Regions from separate parts of the Sus scrofa genome. Here region 2 is linked to region 1. The links are chromatin contacts, called in public Hi-C maps. All regions are on one chromosome and are shown on one strand. Each heading gives the region's core, a stretch centred on a gene start, on an enhancer-like site or on the middle of the called end of the contact. The rest is flanking DNA. Distances are from core to core; before and after follow the strand shown. Region 1 holds the start of OGFOD3 (2-oxoglutarate and iron-dependent oxygenase domain-containing protein 3). Region 2 holds the start of CCDC57 (coiled-coil domain-containing protein 57).

Region 1 (5,212 bases), core at 416-2,915:
GCCTGCATCTAAAAACGGCCCCATACAGCCCCATGCGTGGGGTCCCGGAGCGGCGTGCGCGCACCATGCGAACTAAGTCAAATGTGAGTCAAACCAGTTTCACCGAAACCACTGGCGGCCAGAAAGAGAACACAAGTATGACAGAATGACTCGCCACCAAGACACTTTCTGTGCCCTCAGGTTAACTGCGGGAGTCACCCCGCCCCGTGGAAGTTGCGGGCGTGTCTGTGTGTGTGTGTGGTGCACACCGTGCGTGTCTGTGCTCACTTCGTGTCACGGAGCACTCGTGTGCTCTGTTACCCAAGAAACATGTGTAGGGCTTAGACGGGCAGAAATGAGAAGCCGACCCGGGAATCCTTTTATGGAGGTGCACCTTGTTCCTTCAAGTGCAAGGTCGATTCCTGAAAAGCAGGAAGGCTGCCTTCTATTTTTATACGCCCCTCCCACCTCTAACTGCTCTATAAGTAACACATGAAATCCAATTAAATGAGTCCCACGGGGCGCACAGCTCAGTCAGACCATGCTGGACAGATACCGGTCCTCTTAAACGGGGAGCATGGATGCCCAGCTCCCGAAGACCCCTTCCCCCATCCCCACACCACGGAACGGCCGTCCAGCCTCCAGCCCACCTGGCCTCCTCTTATTAGAACAAGGTGGACACCTAACTCCAGCGGGCCCATCACTTCTCTTTCCCAAGAACTCCGAAGGAGGCAGAGGGACGGCACCCCCCATCTCAGTGGCAAGGGCTGGAACCCCAAGGAGAGGTACAAAGCTGTGGGTGTTACAGTTCTCCTGGAGAGGGAGGTGCGGAGACAAGAGAGGGGGAAGAGCCTCCTGGGCCAGATTCGGATGCAACACCCCCCTGAGGGGGTGGGGCCTCTCCTCAAAACAAGAACCCAGCCCTGTTCAGGGTTAGCGGGCTCAAGCTGTACCCTGAGAATTCTGCCAAAACAGAAGGGAATTGGGAGTAAGGTCCACGGCCCCTGGGGCAAGCACGACTACGCGGTGATTTATCCTGGAAGGATGAAGATACGCCCTGGCTCTGAAAGCTTTCGGCAGAATCCTCTCCAAGGCTATGGTGAGATCATTTATTCATTCAGCGGGCCACCCATCGGTGAACCCTCGTGTGCACAGCCCTAAGGAAAGCCCAGCGACCAGACGAGGGGGGCCTCACGACCGCTGTCCCCGTCCAGGAGGCGCGGCGTGGAGCCCGCGATACACATGCGGAAAGCGGTCAGGGACGGTCCCCCCACGGGCAGCCCCCGCCCTCCGGCCAGGCCTCGCCCCTCTCGGCTCCCGGTCCGCTCAAGGACATGCCACGCCCCGGCGGCAAGGCCACACCCACGCCGCCGCGACGTCCCAGGGAAGGCCCCGCCCACAACCCGCCGGGAAGGCCCCGCCCCTCCGCCCTGGCCACGCCCACGGGCCGCCCGCGCGCTCCCCCCCGCTGCCCGGTACCTGTTCGGGCGCCCGCGCTCCGCCGCCCCGCAGCCCTCGGGCCCCTTGGGCGCGCCCCTCCGCTGAGGTGCCATTGGCCGGGCCGCCGCAGCGCTGTGCGGAACGCGGGATCCCCCACGAGCCCGGACGAGCGCCGCGAGAGGCAGTGCGAGGCCGGCGCGGCCGCGGACCCGGAGCGACGCGCTCGGCTGTCGACCTCCGGCCTGTTGGTCAGGCCGGAGCAATCGGAGGCCGAGCGCCGAGCGGTGCGGGGCGGGGACCTGAACGCCGACCTGGCGCGCACTCTGCAGTGCACACCTGCCCGCTCCACGGAACCGGACGAGCTTCTGAGCCTTCTCTGAAGTGTGTCCTCGCCCTGCCGTGCGCACTCTCCCGGGGTCTCCGGTCCAGGTCCAGCTCCCCAGGGGTCTCCAGGCCTCTCCCGGAGGGTTTCCAGGCCCCTCTCCCTGGGCCCGTGCCGCATCTGAGGACCCTGTACCCATTTGGTGCTTTGTACACCTGCATCTCTAAGGACTTGCTGCTTTGGGTTTGTGTTTGTTTTTTAATTTTATGGCTGCACCCAATTTTATGGCATATGGGGATTCCCAGGTCAGGGACTGAATCCGAGCTGCAGCTGCGACCTACCTGCAGCAAGCAGGACCCTTTTAACCCACTGCACAGGGCATGGAATCAAACCCGAAGCCTTGGAGCCACTTCAGTGGGATTCTTAACCCACTTCACCGCAGCAGGAATTCACCTGCTGCTTTGTTTACAGCTTTCAATTTCCCTAGAGAACCTTCCATCCAGTGGGCAAGACGTAAGCTCTTAAGGAGCCCTGTCAGGATACCTAAAATTCTGAAAGAGTGGAATTAGCAGGGAGGTTCATTCATGAAGGTTAAGTCTGAAGAAGGTGAGTAGTTTACTGGTACAGGGGGAAAAGAAAACCTTCTTAGACTCATTGGACAAGAAAAGAGATCAGCCCAGCAGTCCTGAAACTGGGGCAATCAGACGCCATCTCATGGCAACTTACCTAGAAGGGACAGTTGTGGGCCTAGCGGGTCGTCTAAGAACAGGGGTGACAGTTGACAAGTCTTTGAAATAGTTTCATTTCTGTAGAACTCATGGAGGAGGGACTCAAAGCAATGGAGCCACACACACAGAAGATGGAGTACTGACTTCTCCCTCTTCCTCTAGGTTTGCAGCACCTCACGCTGGTAAACAATTCCAAGTGCATCTGCTGCAGGTAAGACGTCTGCGTTCATTGCTACCCCGGGGCTGCAGGAATGACAGGATTTCTCTCTGAACCCGAGGAGGCTCACAGGGCAGGCATGCAGACTTCTCAGCTCGGGAGTTCCCATTGCGGCTCAGCGAAAACGACTGACTAGTATCCATGAGGACGCAGGTTCAATCACTGGCCTCGCTCAGTGGGTTAAGGATCCGTCGTTGCCATGGCTGTGGCGTAGGCCAGCAGCTACAGCTCTGAATCAGCCTCCTAGCCTGGGAACCTCCATATGCCCCGGGCGTGACCGTAAAAAGACAAAAAAAAAAAACCAAAAAAAACTTCTTAGCTCGCATGTTTTCCTTTTAATTTGATTCCCTGGAAAATAGATTTGGTTTTTTAAAAAGTAAAACAGTTCATCCTCAAAACGTTGCAGCTTTTTAAAGTGCTTTGTCTTAAATTCATTCAGTCCTCAGCTCATAATTTAGTTGACTTAAGAATTTTCTCATTGAGATTATCTTGAATGCAAATTTTTTTTTTTTTAATTAAACTGGAGTTCCTGCCCTGACGCAGCAGGTTAGAAATTTCTACTGCAGCGGCTTGGGTAGCTGCGGAGAGGCAGGTTCAACCCCTGGCATGCTCAGTGGGTTAAAGGATCTGGCGTTGCTGCAGCTGTGGCTCGGATTCAATCCGTGACCCAGGAACTTCCATATGATGTGGGTGCAGCCATAAAATTAAAAAAAAAAATCCAACGGATTCATTTCTGTGTGCATTATGTTATCTTCTTGCTGTATTAAGGTCAGGGATTTATGAATTCTTGCACAGAATGAGTAGTTTGAATTACTGAGTTGAATATGTGACCAATATACAACGACTTTCTTTCTTTTTCTCATCTAATCCTTTGTGTTTAGTGACGGGAAAGAAGAAGTCCTTGTTTCCCAGCTGCTTTGCTTAGGTATCCTAGGGATACTTCCTTTAATGTACACTAGTCAGCACGGACAAATCTTGGGACTCATTTGTTTGTCACATTATCAATGGTCTATTTTGAATCCTAGACTTTTTTCTCTGACCTAAGATAAATTTTTGCAGTTTCTTTCTCCGTACAACCAAGCTGACTCAAGTTCTAGAAACAGAAGTTATTTTTAACACTATTCAAAATAGAGTAAAAATGAGGATAAATTTTCTATAGAAACATCGCATTGTGGGGCCTGAGAAATGTTTAAACAATGTTCGTCTGTTTTCACTGGCGTAGTAGATACGGTTTGTATATGCAGGAAAAGGTCTTTAAAACATGAAAGGGGGCTTCCCTGGTGGCCTAGCAGGTTCAGGATCCGGCATTGCCACTGCTGTGGCTCATGTTCGGTCCCTGGCCTGGGAGGTTCCACCTGCTGTGGGCGCAGCCAAAACCCCCCCCAAGAAACAAAAAAATAAGCAAGAATTCATTTTTCAGTCACTCGTGTTATTACATGTTATGCCATTTTATAAGGAAACCGGTGCTATTCCGTTTTCAGGGACCGATCGCAACTAAATGGCAGAGGTCCCTGTATTTGAACGTGGACACAAACATCTTGATGTCATTTCCTGTTGGTGAAAAGCGTTTCCTCCTAGGTGGTATCAGGACGAAACCGACATTGGAAGGACGGGGCCAGAGGGACCTCTGCGTCTATAACTCAGTTTCTTTACTGGGAACAGGTGTCCGGACAAGAGACCTTTGCCGTGTGACCTCACAGGAAGCAGCGACATGGCGGGTTCCTCTCCATTTAAGATGCGATTAGTTCACCTGGACCTGAAAGGCGCTCCGCCGAGGGTCTGCTACCTCTCGGAGGTGAGCGCCCCTCTTCTTCAGAGCGCCGCCTCTCTGGGTGTGGTTTTGAAGCTGTGAACCGTGTCCCGGGGCCGGCACCGGGAACGCAGCTGTGGACTCCGGGCTGGGACGCGGTGGTGGCAGCAGCACAGATTTCGAATTTTCCCCAGATGCCCTCACAAAACAGGCTGCAGCCAGGACAGCAAAGGGGAAAACAGGGGACAGGGGACACCCACAGCCGCTTCGCTGTGAGCAGAGTCACGTCTCCCAAAGAGACGTGACACGTTGGATCCGTGAGTGGACCTGGTTGAAAGACGGTCCTTGCAGTGTCATCGATGTGAAATGAGGTCCTGGGGGAGTGCTGCCGTCTTCATAAGGACAGCGAAATTCAGACACAGGGAAGGCGGTGTGGGGACACGGGGAGGTACCACGCGAGGACAGAGGCAGAGACAGTGGATGCAGCCACAAGCCCAGGAGGGCCACGGATGGCAGAAACCTCCCGAAGCGGGAGGGGCAGGGGGCTTCCCCATGCGCCTCAGAGGGAGCGCAGCCCTGCTGACACCTTCGTGCTGGACTTGTGCCTCCAGGACTGTGGGAGAACGAAGGCTTCCTTTCTGAAGCCCCCAGTGTGCGGTGACTTGTTATGGGGGCCACGGGAGAAAGCCAGGGGCTCTCAAACTAAAGTCGGTGTCAGGGATCTCGCTGAATTTCCAGATGCAGGCGGAGGGGCTGGACCACTGACAGCATAACGC
Region 2 (4,814 bases), core at 1,632-4,131, 140 kb before region 1:
CCGGCCTCCACCACAGCCACAGCAATGCGGGAGCTGAGCCGGGTTTGTGACCTGTGATGCAGCTTGTGGCAACGCAGGATCCTGAATCCACCGAGTGGGGCCAGGGATCGACCCTGCATCCTCATGGATACGCGTTGGGCTCGCTACCCCTGAGCCACAGCGGGAACTCCTAAACCCAGTTTTGAACACACGCTGACATGTGGATCTAGAAATAGATACAGATGTATATACAGGGCGTGCAGTGTCCTGGCTCCCGGCTCCTCCCGCCGAGAAAGCCAAAAAGCAATGACACTCCAGCAGCACACCTCCCCACATCTTGGTTTATGGAAAACACCTTCTCAACTAAAAGGAGCCAACACTCCTCACAGAAATGCCTGATTCCAGCCTAGGTCAAAGAAGCACTGATGAGTCTGGGACATCTTTTGGTGTCAAACATGAGGAGGTGCTCAAACTGTTGGGGACAAGGACACAGGGTAAAAGGACATAAAAACCAAACAGAACGGGCCAGATCTGGACAACAAGAGCACCAAAATAAATGATAGGAATGGATTATAACCTGTGAAACAAACATAGAATTAAAATGTCTACACCAACATAAACAACTGAATAAATTAAAACATGGAAGATTCGTCCTTACGGTAGAATTCCCACTAATAGGAGTTCCTGTCATGGCTCAGCGGAAATGAACCTGACTAGGAACCATGAGGATTTGGGTTTGATCCCTGGCCTCACTCCGTGGGTGAAGGATCCGGCGTTGCCGTGAGCTGTGGTGTAGGTTGCAGACGTGGCTCAAATCTGGCATTGCTGTGGCTGTGGTGCAGGCCGGTAGCTGTAGCTCCGATTTGACCCCTAGCCTGGGAACCTCCACACGCTGAGGGTGTGGCCCTAAAAAGACAAAAAAAAGAAAAAGATTCCAACTAATAAAAGCAGAAGAAATAATGTGAATGGAAATATCATCGCCTGGCAAGTACATTTATAATTTTTTTCAGAAAATGCTCACCTCCAGATGACTGGCAGTGTGGTTAGAAACAAGCTATGTACATAGTTTCAGAGTATCTCCCCACAAAATATTTACTATAGATAAAGGGGGAAATGGAAGCTTAATGATGCAAACACCTTGTAGATATCACCTAGGACAAAGGACCAAAGTTAGTATCAGAAGTAATAGGAACATCTAGACACTTAGGATGGAGGACAATGTGACAAAAAGAAAGTACACATGTGTGTGTGACTGGGTCTCTTTGATGTGCTGTAGAAAACTGACAGAACACTGTAAACCAGCTATAACGGGAAAAATAAAAATCATTTTAAAAGAAGTAATAGGACAAACTGGCATCATGTGCCTCCTGAGAGGGTGCAGAGAAAACACCATTCCACTGGTAAGGTTTTTCTCACCAAAAATACAAGTTATCGTAAGGGAACTTTGATAAACCCAAAGTGAGGAGCATTCTGCGAGACAACTGACTCATAAAGGTCAAGGAAAGACTGGGCAACTGCTCCAGATTAAGGAATGAGAAAACGAAGAAAACACGGATGGTCCTAGCTTGGATTCTGTAAACAGGTAAAGTCGTCGCAAGATAACTGCTGAGTTTGAATAAATCCTGTATATTTAGACTTTTGCAACTTGTATGTGAGTCTCAAATAACAAAGAATCACTCTGGACCAGCCTGCCTGGCCTTGGACCCGAGCTCGCCGGCTGCGGAACCGGCTGCGGAACCCGCTGCGGAACCCGGCAAAGCCTCTCGGCTCCGCAGCGCCCCGCTCTTCAGGCACCTGGTAGGGGCGAGTTAGGGAACCGCGAGTTCCCAAAACAAAGCGCGACGCCCACGAACGCCTCCAGTGCCCCGACCCCGGCGGCCGGCCGGGCGCTGCAGGGAACAGATGAGCAGGGAACAGCCCTAGCTCGGTGAACAGGGCTCCGCAGGCCAGCACCAATCGCGCACCCAGCCACGCACGGTGGGCCGGCACGACTCCGGTTTTCCAAGGAAAGCACGACACCCGCAACAGGTGGCCCGAGAGGCCGCGCCCTCCCGCGCTGCGGTCCCCCAAGCCCTGCACCGCCCGCGCCCGCGCCCGCGCCTCACCCGGAACGCCAGCCGCGAGCAGCCTCTGGTCCCGCCGCGTTGCCATGGTGACCTGAGTCCGTCGGCCGAGGTCCGGGCGCGCTCGGTGCAGCGCTCGGGTCCCGCCGGCCAGAAACGCGAGCTCCGGCGCCGGGTTCCGGGCTCCTCCCGCCCCCTCCTCCCACCGGACTCGGGCGGATCCGCCCAGGGAGGAAGGCCTCGGACTATCCAGGGCCCGGGGTCCTGGGGTGGACGGGCGGCGGCCGAGGCTCCTCGCAGGGACGGTCCTCCCTCGCCCAGCGGGACTCCGCGATCCCGCCCGCCTCGTAGCCCCGGGCTGTTGGTGGCTCCGGACGGGGCGGGGCGGGACTGGACCTGGCAGCGGTGGGGCCCGGGATGCGAGGGGCGTGGGGGTCCTGGGGCTGCACGTGGGCTGGAGCACAGTTACCGCGGGGCGAACGCCCGGGCCCACAGGACGTGGGGCGTCTCTCCCTGCAGCGTGGCTCCTCCAGCCGTAGAAGAGGCCGACACGGCATCCCGGGCGAGGCCGCTGGCCGCTGGTGCAGAGCGGGGGATGCCCTTTGTTCGGAGCTGTGTTGCACAGTGTGCTTGGCTTGTTTGGATTCTTGAGTTTGTGTGCCCTCATAACCTGTGCGTTTGGTGTTAATGTGTTCAATTAAGAGTTAAAAAAAGAAAAAAAAAACTCTCACAGAGGCAACAAGCAAACTTTACGCCAAGGCCCCCACCCGTGCTTAGGGACACCCTCCCCAGCATCCGAGGTTCCACCCAGGCTGAAGGGAAGGCAGCTGTCCCAACCAATGGAGACACCCACGCTCAGCCTCCCCGCCAGTGGCACCACAGGGCTCCGGGCAAGGATGGGCACAGAGGGGTGGGGGGGGACACAGTCTTGGGTCCAGTCCCTCCTCTCCAACGGTGTTTTCTCCACCCTGGCAGCCTTCTGGCAGCCCAGGGCAGTCCCCAAGCTGGTCCTGCCACTCCTGGATGAGCATCCCAACCTGGCTGACAGTAAGAACGGCTCTGCTTTAGGAGGCAGCTCTTGAGGGAAGTCCAGGGGGTATTAAATATCAGGCAGATCAATAATTCAAGACCCGTGGAAAGTGGAAGGTGTGAGCCTATGGGTGCAGAGAGCAGGTGAAAACAGCTCGGCCTGCCTGGAGGAGCCACAAAAGGTTCCCACGACCTTTAACCTACATCCTTCAGGCCCTGGGCAACCTTGCTGCCTCCAGACCTGGTTACCTGCCTGACAGTCCTGGTTCGAGTCCTAGTTCTACTTGTGGTTGCCAAGAGGAGGGGATGGCGGGGACTGGGGGTTTGGGGTTAGTAGATGCAAACGGTCGCACTGGGAGTGGATAAGCAATGAGATCCTGCTGCACAGCACAGGGAGCTGCATCTGATCACTTGCGACGGAACCTGATGGAGGATAATGTGGGAAAAGAATGTATGTATGCGTATAACTGGGCACTTGCTGTACAGCAGAAATCGGTGGAACATGGTAAATCAACAATAGTAAACATTTCTTTAATTTAATTTTATTTTTTTGCCTTTTAGGGCCGCACCAGCGGCATATAGAAGTTCCCGGGCTAGGGGTCGAATCAGAGCTACAGCTGCTGGCCTACGCCACAGCCACAGCCACGCAGAATCCGAGCTGAGTCTGCAACCTACACCACAGCCCACAGCAACGTCAGATCCTTAACCCACTGAATGAGGCCAGGGATGGAACCCACAACCTCGTGGTTCCTAGTCGGATTCATTTCTGCTGCGCCATGACGGGAACTCCCAATACATTTTTTTAAATCCTAGCTCTGCTTCAGCCTTATTACAACTTTCTGGGACTCTGCTTCTTCATAAAGCAGGGACAACGCCCAGTGGATGCCCATGGATTTGAGGATCAGAAGCTACACAAGGGCTGGTTCAGCCCCGGGGAAGGGGCTCTGGGGTGTGTCTATGCAAAGCCGAGGGGCCAGAGGACGTGCTCCTTTGAATAAAGATAAACAGGAACAATGAACACAGGCTCTGTACCTCACCGTCCATGCCCTGAGACCCACCCCAGCAGAGCCCTGTCCCCGCAGAAGCCCCCACTAACGCCAACCCAGACTCCGACCCTAGCACGAATCCCAAGGGTAGCCCAGGTGGAGCGTGGCCTTGCTTCCCGCGGCAGGGCCAGCTCCCACCACTTCAACTGCCCAGCATCCCAGAACCTCTGACTCCCTCACCTAGCCCCACCTAAGGCTTCTGAGGGGCCAGGCCCAGAGAGATGTGGCACACACACCTGCGCCCGGGCGTCACACAGCCACAGAACAGCAGAACCAGCGGTGGTGGTGGGGTCGCCACCCTCCAAGGGGCCTCGTCACTCCTGGCCGGCCCCGTAGCCCCTCCAAGGTCTTCCATCTGGAGTTCTGGGGCTCTGGAGCCCGGCCCCTTACCTGTGCCTCACATCCAGGAGCCCAGTGGGGGTGGAGAAGGGACATGCTGACACCAGGCCCTGGCATGGGCCGTCTCTGCCCATCTCACTGCCTTGAGTGCCCGGCGCCTCTGTACTGCCCAGTCCCCGGGCAGGCCCCTCACACCCCGCTCACCTGACCAGCCTTCAGTGACCTCCCACCCAGTGGCCCCCTGGCCATCAGGGGCTCCTGTCCGCTGAGCCCACAAGGCCAAGGCCGGCAGCAACGCACAGTGGGCCCTCGTTTCTGCTCTGACTGCTCTCTGCCCGGCTCCCTGCCCTGTCACCAC

Evidence for each region. A called contact is a pair of places that touch in the nucleus more often than the background predicts.
Region 2: a contact with region 1 is called in a Hi-C map of heart right ventricle, with 4 times the contacts expected there. The contact joins the promoter of CCDC57 here to the promoter of OGFOD3 in region 1. A contact is called at or near these places in 3 of 47 Hi-C or Micro-C datasets (embryonic fibroblasts, heart right ventricle and subcutaneous adipose tissue).

What each region holds. Positions count from the first base shown.
Region 1 is chr12:673,599-678,810 of Sscrofa11.1, reverse strand. It overlaps OGFOD3 (2-oxoglutarate and iron-dependent oxygenase domain-containing protein 3), which reads right to left and starts at 1,665. Exons shown (of 9, transcript XM_003357915.5): 1 at 1,459-1,665. The coding sequence starts at 1,532. It overlaps HEXDC (hexosaminidase D), which reads left to right and starts at 858. Exons shown (of 13, transcript XM_021066340.1): 1 at 858-1,078; 2 at 2,632-2,680; 3 at 4,349-4,481. The coding sequence starts at 1,024.
Region 2 is chr12:817,401-822,214 of Sscrofa11.1, reverse strand. CCDC57 (coiled-coil domain-containing protein 57) reads right to left here and starts at 2,881. Exons shown (of 21, transcript XM_021066370.1): 1 at 2,085-2,881. The coding sequence starts at 2,709.